Linked DNA regions of Pan troglodytes: all the other regions are linked to region 1. Evidence: chromatin contacts called from public HiChIP or PLAC-seq data. All regions are on one chromosome and are shown on one strand. Each heading gives the region's core, a stretch centred on a gene start, on an enhancer-like site or on the middle of the called end of the contact. The rest is flanking DNA. Distances are from core to core; before and after follow the strand shown. Region 1 holds the start of WDR87 (WD repeat domain 87). Region 2 holds the start of CATSPERG (cation channel sperm associated auxiliary subunit gamma). Region 3 holds the start of YIF1B (Yip1 interacting factor homolog B, membrane trafficking protein).

Region 1 (3,716 bases), core at 844-3,343:
CTGATGGCAGGTCAGACCCATTTCTTCTTAGGCCTTTCTACTATAGTGTGTTCCATAATTTAATCTTTGGTAAGTAAAATTTGGGAGGGAGGGGGAAGATAAAAAAACACTAACTTTGTGCCCACTCTGCCATGTAGGTACAAACAGAAGCAAAAAGGGGCTATTAAAAAAAAAAACAGCAAGATACATTTTATCATTTAATAAGCACTTACTGTGTGCCGGGCCTTGTGCAAAGCACTAAACATGAATTATCTCCTGGAACCATCCAAACAATCCTGGCACAAAAGTCCTATGACTACCATTCCACAGATGGGACACTGAGGATGGGAGCAAATGTGTGGGGGAGCTCAGGGCTGTCATGTCACAGCCCACAGTCAGGCAGTCTCTGGGCCAGATGGAGAATATTGAAGAACAATTATAATACATAAGAGCTGCTACTTAGTGAGAGATGGCGCTGGACTAGAAATACAATCTCAGCAAATCCTTACAACCCTTTGAGAGTGATCTTGTTATTATCCCATTTTGTAAATGAGGAACCGGAGGTAGTAGGAAGGGAAGTCAACTGGACCAGTTCTGAATCTGGCCCTCGGGGGTGACCAATACTACGGCCAGAGCCCCACCCTCAGAGGGTCTCTGGGCCACTAGGAAAACGCTGAATAAATGGTACCATTTACTGAGCGTTATATGCCAGCTGCTGAGCTAAGCACTTTACACATGGTATTCTCACTGCATCCTGAAAACAACTCGACGAAGTGGTTGCTATTTAAATCCCCATTTTATAGATAGGGAAACCAAGGCACAGAGAGGTGAAGCCAGTTGCCCAAAGTCACACAACTGGTAAATGTTCAAATTTGAACCTGGGGTCTCTCTGCCTTCCAAACCAACGCTCTTAACAAAATAATCTCGGTTAACAGCAGCTAGCCTGCATTGGGTGCTAACTAAGGACTCACCTCTTTACATGCACACGCTCAACTAATCCTCACCCTATGCAATCGATAACATCTTCACCTCATTTTTCGGAGAGCTAACAATAACCCAAATACGTAGTAAGTGCCTCCTATGTGCCAAATGTTTTATTATATTATCTCAACAGAGTCTCCGCCAAGATGCTCTCCTACTCCGTTTTACTGCAGGGGAAATTGAGGTTCGGCGCGGTTTCCCCAGATCGCGGCTCCCGAGTGGCACAGCCGGGACGCGAATCCACCGCTCCCCGCCTCCAAGCTCTTCACCACAGCGCCGGGGTGCACGCCTGGAAAGTTGAGCCATGCGGGCACGAGTCCGGCTGGGTCCGGAGGGCGCGAGTCCCGGCGCCGCCGCCCCCCACGGCCAGTACCCACACCCGGCCGTCCGCCCGCGCTGACCCTCGGGGTCCGGGCAGCCACCGATTCCCCGCCACCCTTGCGCGAGGCCGATCCTGCACCCGGAGCCACGTACCTGGACGCCCCGGCTGCCCGCCTCGCGGGCCCCACGATCGCGGCGTCCAGCTCCGCGCCGCTCGCTGGAGACGCCGCCAGCTCCGGTGGCCCGAGTGACTTCCAGGCTGCCCACTTCCAAGCCGCTTCGCGCGAGTCCTCCTGGGAACTGTAGTTTCGCCCTAGCCGGCCGCGAACTCAAAAGAGAATAGCGCGCGGGGGCTGCCGGGAGCCGTAGGCGCACCGCCGCGCTGCCTCCTAGGAACGGTAGTCCGCTGGTCGCCTTCGTGCAGCTCCAGTCTCTAGAGCACTTCCGCAGCCCCGAGGGGCGTGAGGGAGGGAGGTGTGTCTCCTGCAGACTACAGCTCGAGAGCCGCGCTCTTCGCCCCGCCGGGGCGGTTTCTCCTTTCTTCTGGCCCCGTCTACCTCCTCCCTTCATTCGGCGGAACCTCTCCCTCACTCTCTGCCAGGCTCGAGTCACTCACCCCTAGGACGCTAGCCCGGGGGAAACGGGGGAAGCGGAGCAGTGCGCTAGACCCCCAGCGGAGGGGGCGGTGGAAGAGGGCGTAGATGCACGCCCGCGCACGCGCGGTCGTCGGCAGACCCCGGCCTAAATTGCCGCGGGCCCCCGCGGAGAGGATTTTTTTTTTTCTTTCGAGAGCGCGCGCCCATGCGCACGCGCGTTCAGACCCCTGGCCTCGGGAAGTCCGCCGGCTGCGGGGTTGGGGGCCAACCGTTCTGTGGGCGGAGTCCTCTCGCAGCATCCGCCAGGTAGCTTCTTAGTTGCTGCCCCTAGCTCTAGGAGCTCCTGAGTGCACACGCCGTACCCGTCCCTTGTCGGGAATCCTGTCGCAGGTAACAGGCGCAGCCGATGCTTTGAGATAGAGACGCCCTGCCTTCCCTGCCACGTGCAGGAGGCCCGAGGGTGAGGGGCCCCAGGTGTAGTCGCCTCTCCCCGGCGTAGGCGGCTCCAGAGCTCTGCCTTCGACGGGAGCCACAAGACCCGGGGGCTGCCTAGGGGCCTTGTTATCTTGCATTCTTTTGTTGATCGCACATTCCTGAGGGTAACTAGTGTTTGTAGAGTACCTACACCTTGGGAAATTTTGTCCAAATTTAATCCACCTGGTGACATAACCAAGCAGCGGAATACCCCGCAACACACACTCCTTTTTTAATGTATATTGCCACTCCTCCATAAGAGTTACCGAGGGAATTGACTGGAATTGCAAGGTCCTCTGGTGGAGAAGCCGGAGTCAATACCCTTTCCGCCTCAGCCTGCCTTCTAGGAAGATGTTCACTAGCACTTGAAGCTGGGAAGCATATGTTTCTTCCTGGGAGACCACATTTTTCCACTCATTCAACAAAAATGGATTAACCACCTATTCCATGTCAGGTTGGGTGATTATGGAGACACAAGAGAAATCCAGACAGACTGGAGTCCTACCTTCAGGGAGTTTTCAGTCCAGTAGGGATATCAGGCCACCACCAGACTACAACAATGTAGAGCAATACTAGCTAAGAGAAATACACCCTGCACTTTGAGCCACCGAGGCAGGAGGATCACTTAAGGCCAGGAGTTGGAGACTGGCCGGGTAACATAGCAAGACCCTATCTCTACTAAAACTAAAAAACTAGCTAGGCGTGGTGGCATGTGGCCATAGTCCCAGCTATTCAAGAGGCTGAGTATCGCTTAAGCCCAGGAGTTTGAGACTGCAGTGAACCATGATAGCATCACTGCCCTCCAGCTTGGGCGACAAAGCAGAACCCTGTCTCTTTAAAAAAAAAAAAAATTATATATGTGTGTGTTTTTATGTGTAATGCAAGCCACATATGCAATTTTAATTTTGACATAAACAGGTAAAATTCATTTTATTTATCATTATTATTTACTTACTTTTTTTTTCTTGCTATGTTGCCCAGGCTGGTATTGAACTCCTGGCCTCAAGACATGTTCCTACCTCAGCCTCGCAAAGTGCTGGGATTATAGGCGTGAGCCATCTCACCCAGCTATGAAATTAATTTTAATATTTTATTTAACCCAAATATATCCAAAATATTATTCCAAGTTAGGTTAATGGAAAAATGTTTTCATTGCTTCAGTTCTACATTTTTTTTTTTTTTTGGAGATGGAGTCCCACTCTGTCGCCAGGCTGGAGTGCAGTGGCGCCACCTCGGCTCCCTGCAACCTCTGACTCCCTGGTTCAAGTGATTCTCCTACCTCAGCCTCCCAAGTAGCTGGGATTACAGGCAGGCGCCATCACACCCAGCTAATTTTTGTATTTTTAGTACAGACTGGGTTTCACC
Region 2 (3,716 bases), core at 471-2,970, 420 kb before region 1:
GTGAAACAAGCTGCTCACTGTGTCCACGGGCTCTTGCTCAAAGAAGCTGTCGCTCACACCACTCTCGCCTACCCTCTTAAACTCGTTCAGGACAACCTGCCAGGTGCATTCCTGGAAATCCTTGATCGCCCACAGCCTCCACGACGCCAGGAGCACTGCCAGCAGGGCCCACAGCACCTGCACGACTCGGACTCTGGGCCACGGAGGACCGGCAGGGAACATGGCTGGGCCGCACATAACGTGGCTAGAACCTGGAGAACGCAGGAGTCAACACCCACGCGCCGGACAGCTCTCTGGAGCCCACTTCTAAGATTCCACCTCGCTTCTGCACCTCTCACAGCACTTGCTCCTGGCCACGCCCCGGCTCTTGCTCCTGGCCACGCCCCTACATTTGCTCTTGGCCCCGCCCCGGCTCTTGCTCCTGGCCCCGCCCCTGCACTTGCTCTTGGTCCCGCCCCTGCTCTTGCTCCTGGCCCTACCCCCGCACGGACTTTTAGCCCCGCCTCTGCTCTTGTTCCTGGCTCCGCCTCTGCACTTGCTCCTGGTCCCGCTCCTGCTCTTGCTCCTGGCCCTGCCCCCGACCCTCGTGGGGATCGCACCTCTGCTATTGCTCCGGGCCCCAGCCCTACTAATGTTTCTGGCCACACCCCTGCTCCTCCGCCTCGTTCCGCCCCGCCTCCACGTCTCTTCCTTTAACTTTATCCCCACCTTGCTCCTTATTCCGCCCCCTCCCTGTATTCCACTCTTGCTCTTCACCTGGTCTTGGTTTCTATTTCTCGCTTTGACAGTCCCCCTCTTATGTTCCCCCGTACTGCTTCTGCCTGCGATCGCACCCGTGTACTTCCACCCGGCTGTGCCCCAACCTCTTGCCCCACCCTCGCACTTCTCTTGGTATCGCCGCTTTCTCCTCGCTCGGGGTCTGCCCAGGGGCTGGGTACTGTACCTGGTCTCGCCCGTCTCCGGGCCCCGCCCCTGCTCTTGCTCCCGGCCCCGCCCCTGCTCTTGCTCCCGGCCGGGCCCCCGTTTCTCGCCCGGGGCTTGCTCCTCACTCTGCTTCCGCTCCTGACCGCGCCCATACTCCTCCACCTGGTCTTTATGGACCCGTTCCTTCCCCGGGTTCTCGGCGATTGGTTCTTCCCGCGCGGGCCCCTCGCCCCGTCCCGCCCTCTGGTAACGCCCCTCCTCCTCGCCCTGCCCCTTCTCGAGGAAGACTGTCTCTTCGCCTCGGGATCTTTCCTCGCCCTTCGTTGTTTCCTCGCCCCACACCTTCTCCTTCCACGCCGGCACCAGCTTCTTAGCCGGCACCTTCTTGAGTCTCACCTTCCCCTCGTACCGCGACACCTTCTTGCCCCACTTCGTACTCTTCCTTCCCATGCCATTAACACCTGCCTGCTCTATACCCTGACTCTCCTGCCCCGCCCCGCCCTTCGCCCTTCACGTTCGGCTCCCTCTTTCCCTCCTCTGCCAGCTCCCACGACTCTTCCCCTCTTTCCCCTGCCTCTCCCCTTCTCGCCTTCCCCTTCCCCTCCCCTTCCTAGTTCCTCCCCGTCCCCGGCATCCCCCCGCCCCTGGATGGCACAGCTTTTTCCCCGGCCCCGTGGTACCAGTCACTTGGTTAAAACCGGTCAACTGTCACTCGGCCGCACCAGTCCCGCCCCTCTTGCCCGGTCTCAAAATGGCCGCCCACACTTCCACAGCCGACTTCCGCCTTTGCAGAGGCACGCCCTCCTCTCACGCTGTCTCCAAGGTGACGCGCAACCCCTAAGGCACCGAGGGCTGGAGGCTGTCTCAGCACTGAGGGCACGGGGCCTGGTCGGCAGAGGGTGCTGGAGACTACGTTTGTGCCAGGAAGGCCTTCAAGGAGTTTCTATTGGTTGTTCTGGCAGCAAGCACGGTCCCTACTTGTGCTTCCTACCCAAATATATATATATATTTTTTTTTTGAGATGGAGTTTCGCTCTTTCTCCCAGGCTGGAGTGAAGTGTGAAGTGGCGCGATTTCGGCTCACTGAAACCTCCGCGCCCCTGCCCCGGATTCAAGCGATTCTCCTGCCTCAGCCTCCCGAGTAGCTGGGATTATAGGCTCCCGCCACCACGCCTGGCTAATTTATTTTTTGTATTTTTAGTAGAAACGGGGTTTCATCATGTTGGCCAGGCTGGTCTCGACTCCTGACCTCAGGCGAACCACCCGCCTCGGCCTCCCAAAGTGCTGGGATTACAGGCGTGAGCCACTGCGCCCGGCCCTACCCCAAAATTCTACTCCTTAAAAAAGTGTGGTTTCCTGGAGACCTTGTGAGAATGAATAGGCTGCTTCGCACCGTCCTCTACAAAACAGGACAAGGACAGCCATCCCATACTGTTGTGGGAAGTGTGCCCGGCTCAAGTAAAATATTCATTAAGTTAATTTTCATTTGCATTCTGATGCCTTACAGGTAAGGATTCAGGCCATGACGTTTTGATGAACTCCAGACCAGACGTTTAACCCAGTGGTTTTCAAATTTGAGCATGCATTAGACTCACCTAAAAGGCTGGGTAAGCCAGGTTGGTGGGCACCATACCCTGAGTTTTTGTTTTTGTTTTAAAGATGGAGTCTCTGGCTGGGCATAGTGGCTCATGCCTATAATCCCAGCACTTTGGAAAGCTGAGGCAGGCGGATCACTTGAGGTCTGAAGTTGGATACCAGCCTGGCCAACATGATAAAACCTTGTCTCTACCAAAAAATACAACAATTAGCCGGGCATGGCGGCGGGCACCTGTAATCCCAGCTACTCGGGAGGCTGAGGCAGGAGTTGCTTGAACCCAGGAGGCAGAGGTTGCAGTGAGCCGAGATCCCTCCACTGCACTCCAGCCTGGGCGACAGAATGAGACCCTGTCTCAAAAAAAAAAAAAAAAAAAAAAAAATTAAGCCAGATGTGGTGGTGCACACCTGTAATCCCAGTACTTTGGGAGGCTGAGGTAGGAGGATCGCTTGAGACCAGCCTGGGCAATATGGTAAGACCCTGTTGCTAAAATTTTTTTTTAATTAACCCAGTGTGGTGGCCCATCCCTGTGACCCCAGCTACCTGGGAGGTTGAGGCAGGAAGACCACTTGATCCCAGGAGTTTGAGGCTGCAGTGAGCTCTGAAATACACAGAAATGCAGTGAGCTGTGATCACACCACTGCATTTCAGCCTGGGCAAAAGAGCAACACCCTATCTCAGGTTAGCCTTGAATTTCAGGCCTCATGTGAGCCTCCCACCTCAGCCTCCTGAGTAACTACCTGGCTACTTCCAGAATTTTTCATTCAGTAGATCTGGAGTGGGGCCTGATAATTTGTATTTCTGGCAAGTTCCTAGGTGATGCTGATACTAGTGGTCTGGAGACCACACCTTGAGAACCAGTGCTCTAGAACCTTCCATGACCCTCTAGGCCCTCAGGAAAACTTCCAAACCCCTCGGTTTCCAGAGCCTCTCATACTCTCCTCCCTGTCATTCTATCTGGCTCATCTGCCCTCTCCCCCTTAGACCTCTGTGGTCCACAGTCTGGTCACATGGAGCGACTTGAATATCCTTGATCAGGTGTGAGCCATGCATGCTCCAGACCTGTGCAGACTCAGTAATGCCCTCTGGAATACCATTCCATGCTTTTTAACAGGGCCCACCACTTTCCTTCCTTTAGGTCTTCTCTGTGATACATGACCAGCCCTCATCCTACCTCTTGGCCTCTCTAGGCCACTCAT
Region 3 (3,716 bases), core at 344-2,843, 400 kb before region 1:
GAATCACTTGAACCCAGGAGGCAAAGGTTGCAGTGAGCCGAGATCGCATCACTGCACTCCAGCCTGGGCGACAGAGCAAGACTCCATCTCAAAAAACAAACAAAAAAGCAATAAGAAAAAAAAAAAAACATTTGTGGAAGAGATGTATCTGGAGCAACCAGAGCAAGAGAGGGCTGAGGATGAGGAGAAAATGGTGTTGGAGCCCAGGGGACAGAGGCTAAATCAGAGGTGAAGAAGAATGCGGGCATTTCGCTCACAAAAAGGAACCACAGTGGAGCCAGGACTCATCACTGAGAAACCAGGAGCAGCCCTTAAGGTCTCCAAAAAGACAACGTCTCAGAGGAGGAAGGGGAAGCCACAGCGATAGGGTCACTTGCTGACATCCTTCCGGATGCGCTATCGCTGCGCAGAAGTAACTTCCACCACTATGTTTTCCTGAGATAAGTCAGGGAGTCTGAGAGGGAGAGAAGGGGGGAGACTGAGAGTCAGAGAGAGGAGAGACTAAGGACGCTAGGTGGGCAGGGCTCTTCACTTGCAGGTGCGCCTGTGTGCTGTGAGTTGCTGGGCGTTGTAGAATGCTTTTGGTGGACAGAGGGAACCAGGTTGCAATGTGAGAACATTTTTATGAATTTCTGGGAAACTGCCTTAAGATCTATTCCAAGAGAGACACCTGGTTCTTCTCACCTAACTTGTTGGGTTTCCTTTTCTCACTCTAACTATTCACTTTAAGGCCGGGCACTGTGGCTCATGTCTGTAATCCTAATGCTTTAGGAGGCTGAAGCAGGAGGATGGCTTGAGCCCAGGAATTCGAGACCAGCCTGGGCAACATAGCAAGATCCTGTTTTGACAAAAAAATTAAAAATTAGCTGGGCATGGTGGCGCATGCCTGTGGTCCCAGTTACTGGGGAGGCTGAGGCAGGAGGATCACTTGAGCTCAGGGGGTCCGAGGCAGCCTGGAAAACAGAGGAAGACCCTGTCTCAAAATAAATAAATATTTACTTTAATACCTAAGGGATGTCAAAAATTGTATAAGCCCCTACAACTCCAATTAGCCCCTCAGGAACACAAATGTTTCTCTTTTCCTTGCTCCACAGCCTTTTCTGGCTCTCCAGTGCTCTCAATGACCCAAACTGAACGGCTGTCTGTAGAGACCTGCATTTCCCATCGACCTTTTCGCTCGATATTTACATTTTAAAAAATGTTTTGTAGCGATGGAGATCTCGCTGTTGCCCAGGCTGGTCTCGAACTCCTGGGCTCAAGCGATCCTCAGCCTTCCAAAGTGCTGAGATTACAGGCGTTAAGCCACTGAGCCTGGCTAAATTAAAAAAAAAAAAAAATTGTAGAGATGGGGCGGGGCGAGGGTCACTATGTTGCTCAGGCTAGTCTCGAACCCCTGGGCTGAAGCAATCCTCCCGCCTCGGCCTCCCAAAGTGCTGGAGTTAGGGGCGTGAGCCCCGGCAAGGGGCAGACACTCATTTTCTGTCGTGGCAGACACCGCCTCCTCCTGGGATTGGTCCCGGCCTCGCCCTCCTGCCACTCAGGCCTTGACTCGCTTTACAGCATGAGCCCAGTAGCCCAGTCTCCGCCTCTTACGTAAGGCACCGCCCAGTCGTCCAGGCCTCCGTGGAGTGGGGGGGGCTGGGAGGGTGGGGGCGAGGCCTTCCCTCAATCCTGACGTCCATTGGCTGTCTCTTCGCCGGCGGGGCGTGGGTACGGGAGCCGGGCGGGCACGCTCCGAACCGCGGCTTAGGTGGCGGCGGCGAAGGATGCACCCGGCAGGCTTGGCGGCGGCGGCTGCGGGGACGCCCCGGCTGCGTAAGTGGCGTACGTGGCCGGCGGAGGAGATCGGGCGGGCGGGGGCGTGGCGGGGCGGCCGCGTCGGTTGGCGAGGTCACTGCAGGTCAGAGGTCACGAGATCAAGGATCTGGAACCCCGAGGTGTGCACAGCGCTGGGATGCCAGGTTCGGGTAGGAGGCCCCTTGGGGGGCGATTCTTTAGGAAATTCCTTTAGAAGAAAACAACTTGGGACTGGATAGCGTGCGATATGCAGAGAAATGCAACTTTCATTCATTTGCAGTTAGCGATCCGCCCTTCCCTGCTCCCCACCCTTCCGTGGCTCCCCAGTACCCGCCTGCTGTCGCCCACACCCTTAGGACAGCTTCGTGGCCCCCCGTGAGCGCAGAGGGCCATGCCTACCGCTCATTTAAGAAGCGAACCTGTATTGTGCTGTTGGCCCCCTTTTCCTGTCTCTTCATCTCCGTGAGTGTGCTGTGTGTTTCATTTATTCATTCAACCTAACTTGTCTCAACTCCCATGTGTCAGGCCCTATGCTGGGATGGAGATGTTGTGGGAGCCCTGAGGAGGCACATGACCCAGCCTAGGGGTGTCAGTGAAGCTTCCTGGAAGAGGATACTTCTTTTTCTTTTCTTTTTTTTTTTTTGAGACCTAGTTTTGTTCTTGTTGCCAAGGCTGGAGTGCAATGGCGCGATCTCAGGTCACCGCAACCTCCGCCTCCCGGGTTCAAGCGATTCTCCTGCCTCAGCCTCCCAAGTAGCTGGGATTACAGGCGCAGGCCACCACACCCGGGGTGGTATAGACGGGGTTTCTCCATGTTGGTCAAGCTGGTCTCGAACTCCCGACCTCAGGTGATCCGCCCGCCTAGGCCTCCCAAAGTGCTGGGATTACAGGCGTGAGCCACCGCACCCGGCATGGAAGAGGATAATTCTGATCATGAAAAGTTACCCAGGAGAAGGAGATTTGTAGTGAGAGGGCAGGCTGGGCGTGCTGGCCTACACCTATAATCTCAGCACTTTGGGAGGTCGAGGTGGGCGAATCACTTGGGGCCAGGAGTTGGAGACCAGCTTGGGTAACAGCAAAATCCTATCTCTAATAAAAGTACACAAAATTAGCCGGGCGTGGTGGCGAGCACCTGTAATCCCGGCTACTTGGGAGTCTGAGGCTTGAGAATCACTTGAACCCAGGAGGCAGAGGTTGCACTGAGGCGAGATTGCACCAGCCTGGGCGACAGAGCAAGACTTCGCCTCAAAAAAAAAAAAAAAAAAAAGAGAGGGTGATCCACCTGCCTATAATCCCAGGATTTTGGGAGGCCGAAGTGGGAGGATCATGAGGTCAGGAGTTCGAGACCAGCCTGGCCAATATGGTGAGACCCCATCTCTACTAAAAATAGAAAATTTAGCTGGGCGTGGTGGTGTGCGCCTGTAGTCCCAGCTACTCAGGAGGCTGAAGCAGAAGAATTGCTTGAACCTGGGAGGTGGAGGGTGCAGTGGGCCGAGATTTCACCACTGCACTCCAGCCTGGGCGACAGAGTGAGACTCCATCTCAAAAAAAAAAAAAAAAAAAATTAGCCGGGTGTGGTGGCGCACACCTGTAATTCCAGCTACTCGGGCGGCTGAGGCAGGAGAATCGCTTGAACCCAGGATGCGGAGGTTGCAGTGAGCCAAGATTGCGCCATTGCACTCCAGCCTAGGCAACGAGCGAAACAACGCCTCAAGAAAAGAAAAAAAAAGAGAGAGAAGGAAAGGCATTGGAGGCCTGTACCAAGTAAACAAGTAGACATATGAATACATATTCAGAAATTATTGTGAGTGCTCAGAAGAGAAAAAGAAAGCACCACATGTTATGAGAAGGAACCAGATGAGGTTAGTGCGTTACAGTGAGGAGTGAGGAAGGTCTCTGCAAAGGCAGGGGCCTCTGTG

Evidence for each region. HiChIP or PLAC-seq counts read pairs in DNA pulled down with a chosen protein or histone mark.
Region 2: an H3K4me3 HiChIP or PLAC-seq map of stem cell-derived excitatory neurons shows a contact between it and region 1, with 6 times the contacts expected there. The contact joins the promoter of CATSPERG here to the promoter of WDR87 in region 1. A contact is called at or near these places in 2 of 7 Hi-C or Micro-C datasets (induced pluripotent stem cells and stem cell-derived neural progenitor cells) and 1 of 1 datasets of contacts at active chromatin or transcription factors (stem cell-derived excitatory neurons).
Region 3: a contact with region 1 is called in an H3K4me3 HiChIP or PLAC-seq map of stem cell-derived excitatory neurons, with 10 times the contacts expected there. The contact joins the promoter of YIF1B here to the promoter of WDR87 in region 1. A contact is called at or near these places in 3 of 7 Hi-C or Micro-C datasets (induced pluripotent stem cells and stem cell-derived neural progenitor cells) and 1 of 1 datasets of contacts at active chromatin or transcription factors (stem cell-derived excitatory neurons).

The regions. Positions count from the first base shown.
Region 1 is chr20:41,036,879-41,040,594 of NHGRI_mPanTro3-v2.0_pri, reverse strand. It overlaps WDR87 (WD repeat domain 87), which reads left to right and starts at 2,093. Exons shown (of 6, transcript XM_054673401.2): 1 at 2,093-2,267. SIPA1L3 (signal induced proliferation associated 1 like 3) reads right to left here and starts at 2,002. Exons shown (of 22, transcript XM_024351291.3): 1 at 1,435-2,002.
Region 2 is chr20:41,459,722-41,463,437 of NHGRI_mPanTro3-v2.0_pri, reverse strand. It overlaps CATSPERG (cation channel sperm associated auxiliary subunit gamma), which reads right to left and starts at 1,720. Exons shown (of 29, transcript XR_010153870.1): 1 at 1,605-1,720; 2 at 1-251.
Region 3 is chr20:41,437,997-41,441,712 of NHGRI_mPanTro3-v2.0_pri, reverse strand. It overlaps YIF1B (Yip1 interacting factor homolog B, membrane trafficking protein), which reads left to right and starts at 1,593. Exons shown (of 8, transcript XM_512634.9): 1 at 1,593-1,815. The coding sequence starts at 1,767.